Linked DNA regions of Mus musculus: region 1 is linked to region 2. The links are chromatin contacts, called in public promoter capture Hi-C maps. All regions are on one chromosome and are shown on one strand. The core of a region is the stretch at or near the end of the contact, and the rest is flanking DNA. Distances in the headings are between cores, read along the strand shown.

The links. Promoter capture Hi-C pulls out the DNA fragments that hold promoters and counts their contacts.
Region 1: a contact with region 2 is called in a promoter capture Hi-C map of embryonic stem cells, with 5 read pairs. The contact joins the promoter of Lrrc23 here to the promoter of Nanog in region 2. A contact is called at or near these places in 5 of 39 promoter capture datasets (cranial neural crest, embryonic stem cells and stem cell-derived epiblast-like cells), 3 of 115 datasets of contacts at active chromatin or transcription factors (all in embryonic stem cells) and 1 of 9 other capture datasets (embryonic stem cells).

The regions. Positions count from the first base shown.
Region 1 is chr6:124,778,168-124,781,039 of GRCm38.p6, forward strand. It overlaps Lrrc23 (leucine rich repeat containing 23), which reads right to left and starts at 1,560. Exons shown (of 8, transcript NM_001302555.1): 1 at 1,483-1,560; 2 at 845-979; 3 at 650-759; 4 at 1-178. The coding sequence starts at 961.
Region 2 is chr6:122,706,147-122,709,018 of GRCm38.p6, forward strand. Nanog (Nanog homeobox) reads left to right here and starts at 1,419. Exons shown (of 4, transcript NM_028016.3): 1 at 1,419-1,787. The coding sequence starts at 1,637. RefSeq lists promoters at 1-1,633, 1,115-1,496, 1,159-1,564, 1,227-1,453, 1,369-1,559, cis regulatory regions at 1,212-1,217, 1,303-1,310 and an enhancer at 1,255-1,292.

The DNA of each region.
Region 1 (2,872 bases), core at 310-2,809, 2.1 Mb after region 2:
GATCTGCAGGTAGGGAAGTTCATTCATCCTAGCACTCCGAAGCTGATTGCCATCGGCCTTGAGCCATAGGAGGTGAGTGAGACTGTTGAGCGGCGATATGTCTGTAATATGGTTCTCAGAAATATCCACATAGCGAAGATGGATATAGGAGCGCAGTAAGGAGATGTCTGTGAGGTCCCTAGGAGGTGGGAGGGGGGGGGGAGAGATCCACCGGAAAGGATAAGAACCCAGAGAGAAACGGCACAGGTGCTAGGACAGAGAGCAATGCAGAGAAGCCTTGTACTGGGATGACAGAGACGGAGGGGAAGAGGAGGCAAGTGGGGTTTTCTTCTTGTTTTTCAGTGCAGAGATCAAAACTAGTGCCTTGCACATGGCAGACGACCTTTCATACTACTAAGCTACATCTCGGAGCCAAACAGAGACTCCTCCACAGAAGCTTCAGTGTGTTGTTTTTGGTGCTGGGAATGAACCTGGAGCCTTGTGCATACTAGGCAAGTTCTCCACTGCTAAGCTACCCTCCCAGTCACCTAAGAGTCCCGGACGGACGTTCTGAAAAGCGAAGCCCACCATGTCTTCCCATGAGCTCTAGCCCAAACACTCAGGAATGAGAGAGGGAAGGCACGAGATGCTCCCGTCTCGCAGTCCTCACCTGTCCTTAGCCTCCAGCTTAATATAAGCGTGAGCCAGTCCACTGCCAATCTTGCAGAGTAATGAGAGCCCTTCCTTCATCATGGCCTCCGTGATGGGGGTGGGCAGCCACTGTAAGAGGTGGGGAATACAGGCATCCCTCTCCAGCTCCCCTCTAGTCCCGAGCCCCGGGAGCCCTCCTGAAGCAGGCTCTCACTTCCTCAGAGGCTTCTTCTGTCTCTTTCCTGTAGTCTTCCCATTCCTCTATCTCCTTGTCACTTTCCACTTCATCCTGTTCTGCATCAACGTCATCCACATCATCTTCATCCGACATCTTTCTCTGCCCTGCGCTCTGGAGTCAGATGAGACTCAGTCCTGGTCCTGAGAAAGAAGGTCTTAGCTCCCACCCCCCCAACCCTCCAGTCCCTCACCTCCAGCTACAGGTGCCCTATACAGTCTGTCTCCTCTGAACTCCCACTTGTGCATCTTTCCTCATGCTGGAGACCGTCTTTGGACTCCCAGTCTCTGCTCGGAGCCTCCTCCCACTCCACCCCTGCTCCCTTCAGGACACTTTCCCACACTCCCGGACTGTTCCTGCTGTCACTTGCCTCCAACAGTGTCCCAGCAGCCCAGCGTCCTCCTTCCTCAATTCCCTTTGATACAGTTCTACATGTCCTCCTAAAATCTCCCCTACCTACTCCTCCTCCCCTTCTTTACCCACACCTCACCTCCGGGTTGGGTTCCCTTCCACCCCAACCCCTCTTCTAATGCGGCCTCTTTGCTTAACACCACCATTTCCCTGACACGAAGTCTTCAACCCTCCAACCCAGTTCGCCTTCAGAAGTGGGCGCAGACCCTGACTCTGCTCCTCTAGAAGTAGTTAAGGAGAGGATCTTTGTGCTGAGACGCCAAGACTGTTTTTTTGGAAGACGCAACGGGGTAGCCGGAGTTATTTATTGTTGTTATGGCAACAGGGGCGGGACGCTTAGCTTTGCAGCCAGCTTCCGTTGAGAGTTTAGAGTACCTCAACCGCAAAGCAAAAACCCTAACGCCCCTCTTTCCACCCTCAGCGGGTAGCTCAGTAGTTGCCAGGTTACGAGGCCAAATTTCTAATCCCAGGAACCAGGAGAAGGCGAGAAAAGAGTGTCAAGGAGTTAATTGTCGGCGGACATAAAACAATGGTCCAATATTAACAGCAGCACTGAGAAGCGGGAGGGAGGCGGGGCTGGCCATTAAGTCCTTAAAGCAATTAGATGTCCGGATGCAAAGGAATTGGGCTTTAAGACTATACCTAAGAAGCAAAAAGGAGATGGATGAGGGGGGAAAGGCACGAAGAGAAGCAAGAAATACTAAGTTATGGGATTTGTTGCTGGCCGGGTTCCGCTCATTTACTTCGAAGGTGGCCTGGTGGTGCAAACCTTTAAGACCCAGCTTTGCGACCCCTGCGACCCCCTCTGGCAGGAAAGATAACTCAGAGATTAAGGGCCCTGGCTGTTCTTCTAAAAGACCCAGCTCTATTCCCAGCACTCACAAACCATCTGTAACTCCTGCTCTAGCGATCTGATGCCATCTTCTGACCTCTACACATAAAATAATAAAATTAATACATCTAAAAAATAAAAGGTCTGGCTTGGAGTCTTGGTAGATCTGCTGATTACTAGCAGTCCTCTAGAATTCTGTAGAATAAACGTAACGTTAAGAACTGGGAGGAGTCTGCTGAGTTACTCTGTGTCTTCGCTGTTGCTGTTTTCCTCTGAAGCAGCAGACTTTCTATGTAAGCCAGGCTGCCTCGAAGTCACTCCTTTCCCAGCCTCTTAAACACTGGGATTACAGGTGAGCGCAACCATGCCCAACTAACACTATCTTGTGGAGTCTAAGGAAAAGAGAATGCTTGATACAGGAACACATGGGACTAATTGTTACCTGCTTTATATAAAATGCAAATTGGAGGCTAGATGGCTCAGGGGTTGAGAGCACTCGTGCAATTGCAGAGTTTTCAGCACCCACAAAAGGTGGCTCCCAACCATCTAGGACTCCATCTCCAGGGGATCCAATGTCTCTGGCCTTCATGCACATACTCTCCCCACCCACACACACATACACACACAACCATACACTTGGGTAAACTAATCTTTTTAAAGATTGCAAAGTGGTCTGATGGAATATGTGTGGGCTGGAAGTCAGAAAGTGTTCCTTTGGATCAGTCGAGTTTGGGGAACGTAATCGACAAATCTGTTCTCTTGGT
Region 2 (2,872 bases), core at 169-2,668:
AATGATGGTGTGGTGCAGTGGTAGCAGTGGAGACAGTGGTGGCAGTGGAGACAGTAGTAGTATGGTGGCTGTGGTGGCCATGGCGGCAGTGGTGGCACATACAGGCCTTTAATGCCAGCACATGGGAGGCAGAGGCAGTTGGCTCTCTGTGAGTTGGAAGCCAGCTTGTTCTACAGAGCAAGTCCCAGGACAGCCAGGGCTACACAGAGAAACCCTGCCTAGAATAATAACAAAACTCAAACAAACACCACCAACCCCCGCGCTCCGCCCCGCCCCCCCCAAAAAAAACCCCAAACCAAAAAGAGCCATTCAAGCTTAGTCTTTTGTAGAATAAAACCCAGGAAGAACCACTCCTACCAATACTCACTGTGGTAGAGTCTTCACATGGGAGATGTTACGAGAGGACGGCCCTTCCCTCTCTGCTTATACACAGAAGCCGACTTAAGCTGGGTTAGAGTGCTTTCACTCACTTATCTGTGAGCACAAGGACTGATCGGCAAACTTTGAACTTGGGATGTGGAAATAGGAAGATCAGGAGTTTGGGACCAGCTAGAGCAATAGACTGTGAGGCCAGTCTCGGGTACGTGAAACTCTATCTCAAAGAAATGACCAAAACCAAATTTGAAATACGATAAATTTCTTCTTCCATTGCTTAGACGGCTGAGGCACTTGGGATTGCAGTAAGTCTGAAGCCAGCCTAGGTTTTACAGTGAGAACTTGTCTCAAAACAAAACAGAAGGCCTCTACATTAATTTAAACACTCCTTAAATTGGGCATGGTGGTAGACAAGCCTGGTCTACATACTGAGTATAAGCTACTCAAGGCAACAGAGAAAAACCTGTCTCAAAACCAAAGCATGGACCAACTTACTAAGGTAGCCCGAGTCTTAAGCAGGACACAGGCTCTTTCTTCAGACTTGCGTTAAAAAGCCGCACTTTTGGAGGGAAGATTTCCCCAGGTTTCCCAATGTGAAGAGCAAGCAAGAAACGCTGAGTGCTGAAAGGAAAGCCGTGTATAAACAGAGACTTTGGCAGCAAGGTCTGACTCTTTCATGTCTGTAGAAAGAATGGAAGAGGAAACTCAGATCCCCCACTTGACCTGAAACTTCCCACTAGAGATCGCCAGGGTCTGGAGGTGCAGCCGTGGTTAAAAGATGAATAAAGTGAAATGAGGTAAAGCCTCTTTTTGGGGGGGGGGGATGTCTTTAGATCAGAGGATGCCCCCTAAGCTTTCCCTCCCTCCCAGTCTGGGTCACCTTACAGCTTCTTTTGCATTACAATGTCCATGGTGGACCCTGCAGGTGGGATTAACTGTGAATTCACAGGGCTGGTGGGGCGTGGGTGCCGCCTGGGTGCCTGGGAGAATAGGGGGTGGGTAGGGTAGGAGGCTTGAGGGGGGAGGAGCAGGACCTACCCTTTAAATCTATCGCCTTGAGCCGTTGGCCTTCAGATAGGCTGATTTGGTTGGTGTCTTGCTCTTTCTGTGGGAAGGCTGCGGCTCACTTCCTTCTGACTTCTTGATAATTTTGCATTAGACATTTAACTCTTCTTTCTATGATCTTTCCTTCTAGACACTGAGTTTTTTGGTTGTTGCCTAAAACCTTTTCAGAAATCCCTTCCCTCGCCATCACACTGACATGAGTGTGGGTCTTCCTGGTCCCCACAGTTTGCCTAGTTCTGAGGAAGCATCGAATTCTGGGAACGCCTCATCAATGCCTGCAGTTTTTCATCCCGAGAACTATTCTTGCTTACAAGGGTCTGCTACTGAGATGCTCTGCACAGAGGCTGGTAAGGAATTCAGTCCCCGAAGAACCCAGTAAATTAGGGTAAGAGTAGAAAAAACGGGCTGAAGGGTTATTGCTTCTTTATGAACCGTAGTAGTCATTAACATAAGCGGGTGTCCTTATCACTCTTCTGGAAACCCCTCTGAGTTTGACCGGTGATACGTTGGCCTTCTAGTCTGAAATAGAGATCCGGGACACAGGACGGAGCAATATAAGGCTCTTGTGTGTATTTGAGAACCTAAATATTTGGGCTCTTTGGAATATGTTCGGGGGCAGTGAGTGGTGTCTTCAGTAGCAGGGAGACCTAACATCCTAGCTTGGAATGAGCACCCCATTTTTTTGGTGAGGTTATACAGTTAGTTTGCAATTTGCCCAAATGGCCGTTTTCTCCAGCAGAAGCAGTTAGCATTTCTCTCAACCTTTGGGAATATGGATGTCACTTAGCAGTTCTGGGTTTGTGAGCTCAGTGCTCCTTCCAAACCCCAAACAAGTGTACACAGTTTAAGTCATTCATTCTTATAGCTAGCATCTGGAGCCAAGGTCTGAAGCTCATTGTCTGTACAGAGTCAGCCCAGTACTCAGGCTTGTAAATGGTAGAACCAAGAGGCTGCTAGGCTGTGTGTGCCACGGTGCTCAGGTGCGTGTTGTGATGCTCGGGTGTGTGCAGCGATGCTCGGGTGTGTGCAGTGATGCTCGGGTGTGTGCAGCGGTGCTTGGGTGTGTGGAGCGCTAGGAAGTGTGTGTCCCCTTTTTTCTGAGCTTTTAAGTTAATGTCTGTCATCTTGATTTTTCTGATTTATGGGTTCAATTTTTGATTTTTTTTTTGTTTGTTTTTTTTTGTTTTTTCGAGACAGGGTTTCTCTGTGTAGCCCTGGCTGTCCTGGAACTCACTTTGTAGACCAGGCTGGCCTCAAACTCAGAAATCCGCCTGCCTCTGCCTCTGCCTCCCTCAATTTTTGATTTTGGAGGTGGGAAAAGTGCTGGGTTAGGAATGAACGGGTGGGGATAGCCTTTGTAAGTGATGTGTGTTTTTAGAGCATGTGTGTAGAGCATGTGTGTTTGTAGTGCGTGCCCCTAGTGCCAGCAGAT